3 separate regions of the Sus scrofa genome follow, and regions 1 and 3 are each linked to region 2. A link is a contact called in public HiChIP or PLAC-seq data. All regions are on one chromosome and are shown on one strand. Each heading gives the region's core, a stretch centred on a gene start, on an enhancer-like site or on the middle of the called end of the contact. The rest is flanking DNA. Distances are from core to core; before and after follow the strand shown. Region 1 has its middle 200 kb from the start of SETD4. Region 2 overlaps LOC106505851 (a long non-coding RNA gene). Region 3 has its middle 120 kb from the start of SETD4.

Region 1 (4,075 bases), core at 1,449-3,948, 530 kb before region 2:
CCTGCTTTTCACAGTAAACTGGCTCCTATTGTGTGAATTCAGTTCTGCCCTGCCTTGCCCCTGCCTGAATGGGTTCAATAGATCTTGAGGGAAAATGAATCTCATGGACATCAGGGAGAGGTCACGGGTTTCTAAACTTCTAGCACTTATCATCCTGTTGGGTAGACATGGGGTCTCGTGCAGTAGAGGTGGGAGCAGATGCTATCTTAGTACCTGGACAGGAAATTTTGCTGAACAAAGAGAAGTCATGGAAAAATTGTTAGTTATGAAAAATTTTTCATGTATGCATGTAGTAAATTCATTACAAGGATGTAAACTTAAAAATGATTTGACATATGGATTTTTCCTCTTCTCTGTTTTATTACTATTGTTTTTCATTAAAAAAAACCCCAACAAAATCTTGTCTGACATCATTTCTATGGATGTTATTTATTTATTTATTTATTTATTTATTTTTAGGACTGCACCCATGGCATATGGAAGTTCCCAGGCTAGGGGTCAAGCGGAGCTGCAGCTGCCGGCCTACACCACAGCCACAGCCACACTAGCAACACATCTGCGAACTACACCACAGTTCACGGCAACGCCACATCCTTAACCTACTGAGTGATACCAGGGATTGAACCTGCATCCTTATGGATTATAGTAGGGTTCATTTCTCCTGAGCCACAGTGGGAATCCTCTGTGGCTGTTATTGATTTCACTCATTTTGATTCTTTTCCCTCATTTTGATATCCTTGCCATATTTTAAAAACTTTTGATGAAGTCAAAGAATTCATCCTTCTGGAACTGGAATTCATTCATTTTGGAATTGGAAACCTGATTCTACTCAATTTTAACAACAATTTTTCTGTTGTCAGCGGATCTTGCTTAACTCAGAGCAATGACTCATCAAGCGGCCTTATCTATAGCCACTAGATGGCGCTCACATGCTATTGTAAAGGGATACTGAAGTTAAACTATTTGGAAAAACAATTTGTCTTCATTGAAGGTAAATACAGAATTAGCCTTACAACTGTACAGGCTTGGGGATTACAGATTTTTCTTGCCCCTTCACTTTTCTTGAGTGAATTTTCCACTAGACATCATGATTAAGCACAGGGACCCCAGAGTCAGGCTAAGTTCAAATACTGTCTCCATCATTTGCATCTAAATGACCCTGAGTAGGTCAGGTCACTTCAGTGTTCTCACCTACCAGATGGGTTAGTAATAACACATACCCCAGAGGGTGACATATATTAAAGCGCATAGTCTTACATGTGCTTGATTTTAAAAATTTATATATTTTTCTCCCCCCCCAGCTTTATGAGATATAATTGACATATAACACTCTAAGTTTAAGCTGTACAACACGATGATTTGATACACATATATGTTGCAAAATGATTACCACAATAGGACTAGTTGTGTGTTTGCAGTATTTGCTAATATTTTTTTTTTCTTCTTTGTGGCATTGCTGATCACTTAAACAAATGTTTTCCAAATACCAGTTCAAGGACTAGCAATAGCAGAATCACTTAAGGATCTTTCATAAAATATAGACGTATGAGCTCCTTCTCTGGGGCATTTATTTCAGTAATTTTGAGATGGGGGTTAGGGACTTACAGTCTTTAAAACTTTTCAACAGGTGGTTCTGATGCTTGTCTAGATTTTGGAGACAGTGACATAAACTACCCAGAGATGTTGCTGTCTATCCAAGTCCAGTCATGGTGTAAGGACCTCATGTTATCTGTACACTGGCCATTTCCAAGTCCCAGTTCCCTTTTAACATGGAGTACGCGCCATCCAAAGTGCTGACTTTGGGATGGTTTCCTCCAACCACTATCTTTTAAGGCCGCCCCCTCCAAGTGAGGCTGAACAGCAGCCACTGTTTGTTTGGCTTGTGCCTTTGGTATTCAGCTGACTCATGGATAAATCAAGCTTGGGCTTTCCCCTGCTCCATCAGCTGGTCATAACGGACCTCCCATGTGGCCATGGGTATGAGCTAAGGGGAGGCACTGATGCAGCAATGGTGAATACCATGGAGATCTGGGGTACCTGCTGGGATAACTTGTTTATGCCCTGATCTGGATGCACCACTTTCATCTTACAATAGATGGCTGTTGGGTATGTGGCTTCCTGGGTGTGACGGAACCCAGCTCATCATGGATGGTTGATTACCTCGTGTCCCCTGGTTGGGGACAGCAGCATGCGGGGTGCTCTTTATTCTAAAGCTATATTGTTATTAGATGTAGTGGACATGTTTGCTCCAGAACTCTTAAGTTTCGGAGTTGTGATTTTCCCAATTTGGATTGCCAAAAACTCCACACTGTGTTTCTTTTCCATCACTAGTACTACTAATGCCAGAGGGTCTGCTGGGCCATGAAGCTTAGGCCATAGGGCCATTTATGCTGTGGCAGGACTTTTGCAGAGATTTCCCTGTTTTGATGGCCATTCTATCCCTTGTTATATGGATACGAGCAATATTCCCAACTGTGAAACTAGTGTCCCTGAAACCTAAAGGCTATTGTGCTGCAGTTTTACTTTTTTTTTTTTTAAGAAGGGGTGAGATAATAATTTGTTATTTACTTTGGCTGAGATATCCTGAAATGCCTAGACCCTAGACCTTTAAAAAGTTTGCTGATGTGGCCTGTGATGGTTAGTTCCCATTTTATTTATGGCATGAGTCTGACTTGTGAAGGCTTTGAGTATCCTTGACACTTCTTGCTCATCAGGTCTGATTTACATGATGTCACCCCCAGCCTGATATCCTGCAAATGCCCAGCTTGTCCAGGGCTCCTCAGACTATATTATGACAGAGAGAAGAGAGTTAGCATAGCCCTGGGTCAACACTGCAAATGAATACCGTTGTCTGTTCTGAGCAAATGTGAACTGTTTCTGATCCTTCTTTTTGATAGGGATGAAAGGACAGAGTTCCCAGATCAAAGGCTGCACACCATGTACCTGAGCCTGTGTTTAAGAAAAAATAGACTATCTGGTAAGGAAGCTTCAGTGCCAGCTGTGGCTGCTGCTTGTTTAAGTCTGTAGGAGTCTGTCACCCTCCAGGACCGATGTGAGTTCTGCAGGGCCCAGACTGATTAATTCAATGGTGATATGATAACAGCCACACTCTGCATCCTGTAGGTACTTAAGGGTAGTTCTAAGCTTCAAAATCCAAACCTCCCCCTCTAACCCATCCAAGGATACGATATCGTTTTTGATTTACTCTCTTGGCTGGGGTAGGAGACAGTTTAGAAACTTCCCCCTTGAGCTTCCTCACTGTGATAGCTCTTATTTGTGTAAGCCTTGGCAACCATCAGTTTATCTGTTCCTAAACACTTGGGGACTGGGGGCATGATTCTTTCCCACCAGGAGCTCTGAGCTTTGTCCAAGCAGAGCTGCCAGGTTTGGTTGAGATCCCGTGGAACCCTGCTATTTTCATGAATAAGTCCTGTGCCTGATCCTTAGCTTTCTCTGCAATTTGAATACGAGGGCTGAGTCTCTTTAGGAGCTGGCAAGGAGGACTTCTGCCTTTCACACTTAGCATTTCATTGATGGTTAACATCCTCAGGCTTTTGCTGTCACCCTCCCAAACATCAAGAGACCTGGACAACAGCCATCCAATCTTACCTCTTCAGAATGGCTCTTTCCTGTTTGTATTTCTCAAACAGCCAGTGGAAATGCACGGGCCATGCATTTCCTGCCCCAGTTCTCTGCTGCTTTGAACCTCGAGCTGCGTGATAGAGATTCACTGCTAGCTGGGCAGTGGGTGGTCCAGTTCTGAAATTATATTAATTAGCCTTGCTTTCTGGAACCACTTCTGGCATCAGGGTGGGTTCCTGAAGCAGACGGTGAGGGGCACATCAGCATGGTGGACGTTGGTTAGGGGCACTCTGGTGATCCAACCAGGGAGGAAGCAGCAGGGGCCAGAGGAGAAATTGAACAATGTGGCTCTTATCCCATGGAAGCTGGCATCGTTTTCAGAATCCTGCTGAGTTGGAGCAGGAGGTCAGGCTGCCATGCTCCTGACTTGTCAGCCAGTCATTAGACTTCAGGTTTTGCAGGAAAAGGGTGTGATCTCATGCAAGGTGGTTCT
Region 2 (4,141 bases), core at 724-3,223:
GGAAGGTGGAGAAGTGGGCAGGGAGGAGGTCATTCAGAGCCTTGGAAGCTACAGGAAAGAGCTTAGGTTTTAGCCTAAGTACACTGGGAAGCCAGCAGAGGGTTGTAAGTGGGACTGTGAAATGAGCTCATTTATATTTGAGAAGCTGTCTTTCTGCCTCTAGGGTGTAGTGTGGATGGGAGGACAAGGGTGAGGAATAAAGAGATGGGTGGTGGGAACAAGAGTCTTGGGGAGGGAGAGGGGAAGGACAGATTTGAGATCTAGTCTTGACTTGGCATCAGCAGAACTCACTGGTGGGAGTTCCCATTGTGGCTCCACAGAAACAAATCTGACTAATATCATGAGGATGTAGGTTCTGTCCCTGGCCTTGCTCAGTGGGTTAAGGATCTGCCATTGCCCTGAGCTATGGTGTGGGTCACAGATGTGGCTCATATCTGGCATTGCCGTGGCTGTGGTGTTAGGGCAGCAGCTACAGCTCTGATTTGACCCCTAGTGTGGGAACCTCCATATGCCATGACTGCGGCCCTAAAATGACCAAAAAAAAAAAAAAAAAGAACTCACTGGTGACTGAGTGTGAGATAATGGCTCTTGAATGGATTGGCTGGATGGCCCATGACACCACTTTCTGAAATGTGGAAGACGAAGGAGAAATGGGACAGAGTGGGCAAGAAGCAATAGAACAACAGCAGAGAGTTTAATTTTGAGAGGTCTGTGCACCAGTGGAGGAGGAGTTGGATACAGTAGCCTGGAGCTCAGCTGAGAGCCGTCACCATTACAATGGTTTGTTCACCCTGGATGGATGCGCTCACTCGGGGGGCGGGGGGGCAGGGTGTGTGGAGAGAAGGACCAAGGAAAGGAGGACCACAAGCAGGAGGATGGGTGTGATCATCCCACTGTGACAACAGGAACCTGTGTCATCTAACAGGTACCAGGGCAGACCTCACAGTGCTTTCTCCAAAGGCCCTGGGATCTAGCCTCCAATATGAGACAGTCCCTCATTTCTCTGGGTGTAGCCCTACCATTCACATCCCTCTAAAAATGCCAGAGTGGATAAGCCATTTTTATAATAAAAGAAACCAACTTCTAAAAATTGCCTCATTCGATGCTTACTAAGGATCTGCAATAGTAACATGACCATCTGACAGGTGTGGAAACTTGGTTTGGGGTTAAGAAATGTAGCCTGTGTCAAACAGCTATTAAATGTCATGAGTAGAGCTTGATGTCAAGGTTCCTTCCAGAGCCTGGGCAACAAACCATAGAAAGAAGAGAATGAAGGCAGCATCTGGTTACAGTTTATGCCATCAGTTAAAGAGACTATCTCCCCAAAATGGGAATACAAAAATCACTCATGCATTGACATCGCTGGCAAAACAGAACATCAGCTTCTCAGGGTGTGCAGGTCAAGTTTGCTCCAGTTACAGGGGATCTGGTTAGTCCTGGGATTAGAAGGTCAGGGAAGGCTTTGAGCTTGGCGAGAAGCAAAGGCAAGGCCAGGTATAAAGATCCTGAGAGGAACACAGACCAACTGGCCCAACGACAAAGTTCAATGAACAACAGAGCCCCCACATCAGCCCTCTGCCGAGGTGTTTCTGTGGGTCACCCTGGGAAGCCATCTCTCCTGTGCTTCACTGCGAACAAAACTGGGACTTTTCCCAGAATCCGTCCCATGTCCTAGACAGATCATTTCATGTAAATCCACATGGTGAATAATTCATACTTCCTCCTGTGGCCTGTCCAGTAACAATGATCCAGTTCTTCTGTGATCATCATGAATATCTGAGTTAAAAGCTGTCTTATCAACACCCTATTCTAGGATGGTGCTGTCAGTGCGTGAGACCCAGAGTGGGAAAAAAAATCCAATGGGAAATTCCCTAAAAAGTGCTCTTTCTCAATGAGGGTCAGTGCTGTTCAGCGCACTGCATCACACACACACACACACTGTCACATTGTGATATTCTGTTTAGTAATTATGATAACATATTTGGTTCCTTTTCGTGAAGTATACCATCCGTTTTGATTCACCCTCATGCATCTGGACAGCAAGGTTTGTGGGTGGTTTTCTCTTCTGTGATGATATCTGTGACACTCAACTTACATGAACTTTTTTCGGCATATTTTGAATTCTAAGAAAATCAAAACAAAAAAAGTAGGTGCGTCAAGACTTCCTCTTTTTCCGGGACATGTCACCTCTTTCCTATGTCATCATTATTTCTCTTCCCCTTTCCTCCAGTACCCAATTATTCTTGTCTTCAAACTGCACTGCTCCTTTCCTGCCCAAACCCCTGTGTATTAGTTTCCTGAGGCCTTCAGTACAAAATACCACAAATCAGGTGGAGAACAACAGAAATGGATTCTTTCACACTCCCAGAGACCAAAAGTCCAAAACCAAGGTGTCATCGGGGCCGGGCTCAGCCCGAGACTCTGGGTGGAATCCTCGCTTGCCCCTTCCAGCTTCTGGTGCTGATGATACTCCTTGGGGTTCCTCGTCTTGCATCTTCGTCACCTCGTGCAGCTCACTGCTGCCTCTTTCATCAACGTGGAGTTTTCCTTGCACATCTGCATCCAAATATTCCTCTTCTTATAAGGACACCGGTCACATTTGGATGAAGGTCCACCCTAATAATTTTCATGTCAGCCTGAGGGCATCTGTGAAGACCCTAGGTCCAAATAAGGTCACAGTCACAAGTACCAGGTATTAGGACTGTCACACATCTTAAGGGACACAGTTCAGCTCTTCAACCTACAACACCCTGTGTCACTTATGGTTAGTTGTGGTATGAGGTCAAATACTCCCCCAAATATGCCTTAAATTTCTTAATAGTATATGTATTGAAAGCTGTATAACTTAAATTCCCTCAAGGACAATTAACCACACAAATTACCTTTTCAAACTAAAATGTTAGTCCTTTGAGGAAACCTCTGTATTAACAAGCATCCTTACATGCATACACACACGGTTTTTCTCTGTCTTTTCTCACCCATTTATTTCTTTTTTAGGGGATTTAATCATGTTATAATACATGTTTTGAATTGTCATACATATGAATTCAAAAATCAGCCTTATTCTAGCTTTGCTCTTTTCCATTTAAAAATCAAAGAAAGAGACTAAAATGTCTGGCCAGTGAAATCAGCCACCTGTGGTGACCCCTTCTTATTTTCCCTTCTGGCCCTCCTTTCAGCCCTAGCAGTCTCAAGAGCAGGACGACTGTGTAGACTCAATATTCTGTTGGCAGAATGCTGTATCAGTTAAGAGTGTGGACTCTGGAAGGCAGAAGAAGAGATTAGAGTCAGGCTCTCACACACTCATGACATGTTTTGGGTTCCATAATTTAGCCACCATCAAGGGCTCGTTGTGATGATGAAGTGAGATGATACACCGAAAGTACTCAGCCCAGGCCTGGCTCCTAATAATTGCTCATTTAACATTTAACACTAGCTGGCTATATAAGCAGTATATATGTGATATGCTAAAATTAATCACTAGTGGCAACTTTTAAAATAATATACATAAGAGTTACAGAAGGAATTGTGTAATTATTTTTAAAATCTTTTCTGAAAACACCTGATTTAGATTTTTTTCCCCTACCTTTGGCCACACCCATGGAATGTGGAAAATCTTGGTCCAGGGGTCAAATCTGAGCCTTACCAGCACCCAGAGCTGCAGTGACAAGGCCAGATCCTTAACCTCATGAGCTACCAGGGAATTCTTGCTTTGACTTTTGAATAAGAAAAAAGTTTGGAAACTTGTATTTGAAGAGTTTCTGAAAATTAGCGAGTTTTAATTTACTTTGTTGTTTTTTTTTAAGTCCTCAAATATTATGGATCTTGATGTGGGTGAGATGCTCTGGACTATGACCCTTCTTAATAAGAGTTTCTAAAAAGCATCTAACTTTGATATTAATCTCAGTAGCAAGAGATAGACTTCTGCTCAGAAAGACTGTAGGATGTGGAGGCAAACAGACAAATTTGCATGTGACATTGAGCAATCACTGAACATTTCTGAGCCTCAGTTTCTTCATCTTGAAACTGGAATTTCAAGAGCTGAAAAGACTGCCACTCAAATGCTATGACTCAGAGTTTCAAAAAAAGAGAATGTTCCTTATTTTCCATAACTGATCTCATTCTGCGTTGGAGCTTCCCT
Region 3 (4,119 bases), core at 347-2,846, 620 kb before region 2:
CCCACCCTAGTGACCTCATTTAACATTATGACTCTGTAAAGACCCATCTCCAGATAAAGACACGTTCTGAGGTACTAAGGCCATGGAGCAAATGATAAGATGAAGATTGGTTTCATACTCTGTCTTTTTTTTCCAGACTCTCTCACTGCCGTCACTATGTCTTCTCCTGAAATGTACATAATATAGACACAGGCTTATTTCACTTATTGCACTTACAGAATAATTTAATGTTTCTTAGTCTTTGCTTATAAAATAAATGACATATCCTCTATTTTTCATTCACCAAAACCCCTCAGTAGGATAAACTCTAAGTTGAGTTGCTTTACTTGCATGGACCTTATAAGATCTGGCGGTTTGGGTTGGCGTCGTTCCTGCCTGGAAGAAAGGTACCAACTTTTCTTCCTTATAATTGTGCACAAACCTCTCTGGTGCTTAAAAGACAGAGTTTGAAGTATTTTTCCTTTCTTACAAAGGAAAGAAAATACGATGGTGTGCCATTTTATACATGCAATACGTTAGGACACAACTAAAGGTAAAAAGCAGCCTAGAATTTCCACATATTGATATTTCTTAGTGGTGGGAGGTAAGTCAAGGATGAAACATGCATGCACACACATGAACACACATGCACACGCATACACACAGAGAGATAGTTTCCTATTATTAGCACAGAAAATTTTTTGTATACTAATTATTGATGGACCTGAATCAGAGTATTATAGTTTTATATTTGCCTTTGGTTAGTTTGTGAGCATAATGCTTGAACTGATTAACATAAAGGATGGTATAAAATTAATTTCTATAACAATCAGAACAAGATTTATATAAAGTCACTTTAAAAGTACTATTTCTAGAGTTCCTGATGTGGTGCCATGGGCTAAGAATCCTACTGCAGTGGCTCTGGTTGCTGAAGAGACATGGTTCAATCCCCAGCCTGAATGGCACAGCCTTGGCTTGGATTCAATCCCTGGCCTGGAAACTTCCATATGCTGCGGCCGTGGACATTAAAAAAAAAAAAAAAAGCACTATTTCCTAATACTCAGTTTCTGGTTAAGAGGAAATGGGTGAACTTGTTATAAAAATCAAAGAAAGAAAACAATCTTGCAAGTATCTCAAATTTGGAATTATTGATATAGCATTTGCTTTTATTTTCTAGAACTTTTTGAAAATCATTGTCTTACCATTGGATAACAAATATTTTGGTCTTGCTTTGAGAGATGTTCTGTTTTGAATGTGGGATTTTGTTTTGTCGTTCATAAATAGAGATGACAGAAAGAAAGACATTTTCAAATATATTTACATATTTATACATTATGGAAAATTCTGATACAAATGTCATGCAAATTATTGAAAATTCTGTTTTTTATCTTTGTTTGCTGTATCCCTTCAAACTTAGCTTAGTGCCTGATACATTAGATATTTAATAATAATTATCAGATAAAACAATTGTAAATGAAGGACGCCTTGCTTTCTCTCCGTAGTCTGTATGTTGCCCTGTTTCACCCAACTGCCGCTAGATGTCTCTCGTATCCGTGCTAGATCTACATTAATACGCAGACGCGTTCCTGCCTGCAGATAATGCCTGAAGCTAAGGCTCGGAATCCTGTTGAAAGAAGGGCTCAGTTCTCCCTTTTTGCTGGGCACCAGTTCAAGTGCTCTAGACGACTTGTGTATACAGACGCGTCAGACAAAGCTGTGATGTTCGTGTAAAGTGGAAGAAGGAACAGAGGGCTATTCTCCTTGAGTCGGGCTTAGCTACCCTATCCTGGATGCTAGGAACATTTTCGAGTCAGCGAATTTTAAATTAGCCAAGCACAGACTTGAGTCACTGGTGTGAACACTCTCTCCCTTTCTCCCCTCACTTCCCCCCCCTCCCTCCTCCTCCTTCTCTCCCTCTCTTTCTTGCCCACAGGCCAACTTGCACACACAGCTTTGATGCACTTTCTGTGTCAACACACGAGCACTGGAGCCCTGACGGTGTTTAGGAGATAGTGCATTTGTGAACTGTTTATCTGTGATTCTTGGGGGCGGAATCATCTGTTGTTGAAGAGACAAACCTACTCTACTGGCACTGCTTTGTGGTCAAACTTAATCATCAGAGTAACTGAAAAGTAGATTAGCGTTCCCGGACTTCTGTAAGTCTTTCCCTTGGGGTGCAGACTAGTCAGACTAGAATGCCTTGCGGGGCCGGGGAACGCGCGAGGGTTGCGGCATGCAGGCTTCACTTAGACATACTAACATCCATGTAAAACAGGAACACTGAAAAGGAGTCTTCTGGATAAATGCATTTCTTTGAATAGCCGTATTCCCCACCTTCCAATATGAATGATACATTTCACTGTAAAAATTTGAAAAAAGGAGTATCATGAAAATAATATTCTTAGCGTTTAGAGACAAAATTACATCAGTTAATTTATAATTTACATCTCCTGTGCATTTATATTATATTATGAAATACTCCCTTATAATATCCCATATTATTCTCTTTAAAAACCCAATTTTCAACAGCAGCGTAGTAGCCCATCTTTTGCCCGTGCTTCACTTGTTTAATCATTTTCCTATTGGCAGAGATTGAGGTTGCTCCAAATTTACTTCAGAAATGATGCTGAAAGATATTTTTACATATGCATTTTCCACCTCTCTGATTGATTCTTTAAAATAAATATCTGTAATTGGATTAAAGGAGGACACATGTATTCTTTTTTTAAAGTTTTATTGAGGTATAAATAATTAGTTCACGTATTCTTGATATGGAAGCAAAATGCAAACGTCCTCAGAGAAGAACTCTCCATCCTTTTGGTTACATTTTTATTTGTTGTATCCTTTCAAATGATATTCCTTTTTGTTATAAACTCAGGGCCGATCAGGGATTCTGAAACTAGAATTGTGTCTAAATTTGGAAAGTATTTCTCAGGCAGCATCGCTTCACAGAAGACAACATTAGGGTAGGAAACTCAGATTGTTCTGTTTTGCAAATAAGCTGTTTTTCTCCTTGCCTTACACAGTATTTCCTGAAAGCTTAACTCTAGTTTCTGTCAGAAAAGATTGCTGTTTTAACACGGCTGCTTGGGTTCAATTACCCAGCTTCATAGCGTTTAGAGGGTCTTTTTGTCACTAGGAGAGAATCGTGAGCAGCTACCTGTACACTATTGTTATTATTATTATAGCCAAACTCAAGGCACTTGGAAATTCCTGGGCCAGGATCAAACACACACCACAGCAGTGACCTGAGCTGAATGAGCTGCTGCAGTGACTATAACGGATCCTTAGCCTGCTTTGCCGCAAGGGAACTCTCACCGGTGCATTATCAAGGATGCCCATCACTCAAAGAAACCCTTTGTTCCAAACGTGGTGGGCTTAATGTAGAGACATTAAGATCCAGAAGACGTAGAAGATGTAGAAGATGACATTAAGATGTAGAAGCTGTTGAGACGCCAAGGTTTGTCTCCATTTGGAATTTGGAATCTAAAGGGCAGCTTTTTCGCATGGTTCTTGTAACACTCCACATTCTTTCACCAGATATTCCCTTTTCAAAAAAATCCAAATGTGGGGCTTGAAATGTGACAATTACTATTGAGAAAAGCTTCTTTAATTTTTTTTTAAAAGCTTGATGTGAATTAAAAGGCTACTAATTTTTAAAGCCTTTTTGAAATAAAAATAAATTCATTTCTAAAAGTCAGCTTTTGGTATACAAGAACACTTCTTAATGTTTTTCAAATGGCATTCCTTTTTAAAAAATTAAATTAGATTAAACATGTATTTCCTTTCTAAAATCTGGAATGTTCTGTTTTAGTATTTGGGTGAAAGGCAGAAAGTGTTTTAAACCTACGTATGCACAAATCTTTTACTTTATTTATTTTTATTTTTATTTTTACTTTTAGGCTGCATCCGTGGCATATGGAGTCCCCAGGCTAGGTGAATTGGCGCTATAGCTGCTGGCCTACGCCACAGCCACAGCAATGCCAGATCCAACCGCGTCTGTGACCTACACCACAGCCATGCAACGCTGGATTCTAATCCACTGAGTGAAGCCGGATGAACCTGCAACCTCATCATTCCTAGTTGGATTTGTTTCCACTGTGCCATGATGGAACTCCTGCACAAATCTTTTAACATTAT

Evidence for each region. HiChIP or PLAC-seq counts read pairs in DNA pulled down with a chosen protein or histone mark.
Region 1: a contact with region 2 is called in an H3K27ac HiChIP or PLAC-seq map of alveolar macrophages. The contact joins two enhancer-like sites. A contact is called at or near these places in 1 of 47 Hi-C or Micro-C datasets (embryonic fibroblasts) and 1 of 2 datasets of contacts at active chromatin or transcription factors (alveolar macrophages).
Region 3: an H3K27ac HiChIP or PLAC-seq map of alveolar macrophages shows a contact between it and region 2. The contact joins two enhancer-like sites. A contact is called at or near these places in 1 of 47 Hi-C or Micro-C datasets (embryonic fibroblasts) and 1 of 2 datasets of contacts at active chromatin or transcription factors (alveolar macrophages).

The regions. Positions count from the first base shown.
Region 1 is chr13:199,388,419-199,392,493 of Sscrofa11.1, reverse strand. No RefSeq gene overlaps it. Among named protein-coding and RNA genes, the nearest start is that of SETD4, 200 kb to the left of the region's middle. Within about 2 kb of position 2,698, at least 5 of the 83 cell types and tissues checked have an H3K27ac peak or open chromatin away from gene starts, as enhancers often do. A contact at or near this core is called in alveolar macrophages, where this site is marked.
Region 2 is chr13:198,854,418-198,858,558 of Sscrofa11.1, reverse strand. All of the region lies in intron 1 of LOC106505851 (a long non-coding RNA gene), which reads right to left. Among named protein-coding and RNA genes, the nearest start is that of RUNX1, 220 kb to the right of the region's middle. Within about 2 kb of position 1,973, at least 4 of the 83 cell types and tissues checked have an H3K27ac peak or open chromatin away from gene starts, as enhancers often do. A contact at or near this core is called in alveolar macrophages, where this site is marked.
Region 3 is chr13:199,470,863-199,474,981 of Sscrofa11.1, reverse strand. No RefSeq gene overlaps it. Among named protein-coding and RNA genes, the nearest start is that of SETD4, 120 kb to the left of the region's middle. Within about 2 kb of position 1,596, at least 17 of the 83 cell types and tissues checked have an H3K27ac peak or open chromatin away from gene starts, as enhancers often do. A contact at or near this core is called in alveolar macrophages, where this site is marked.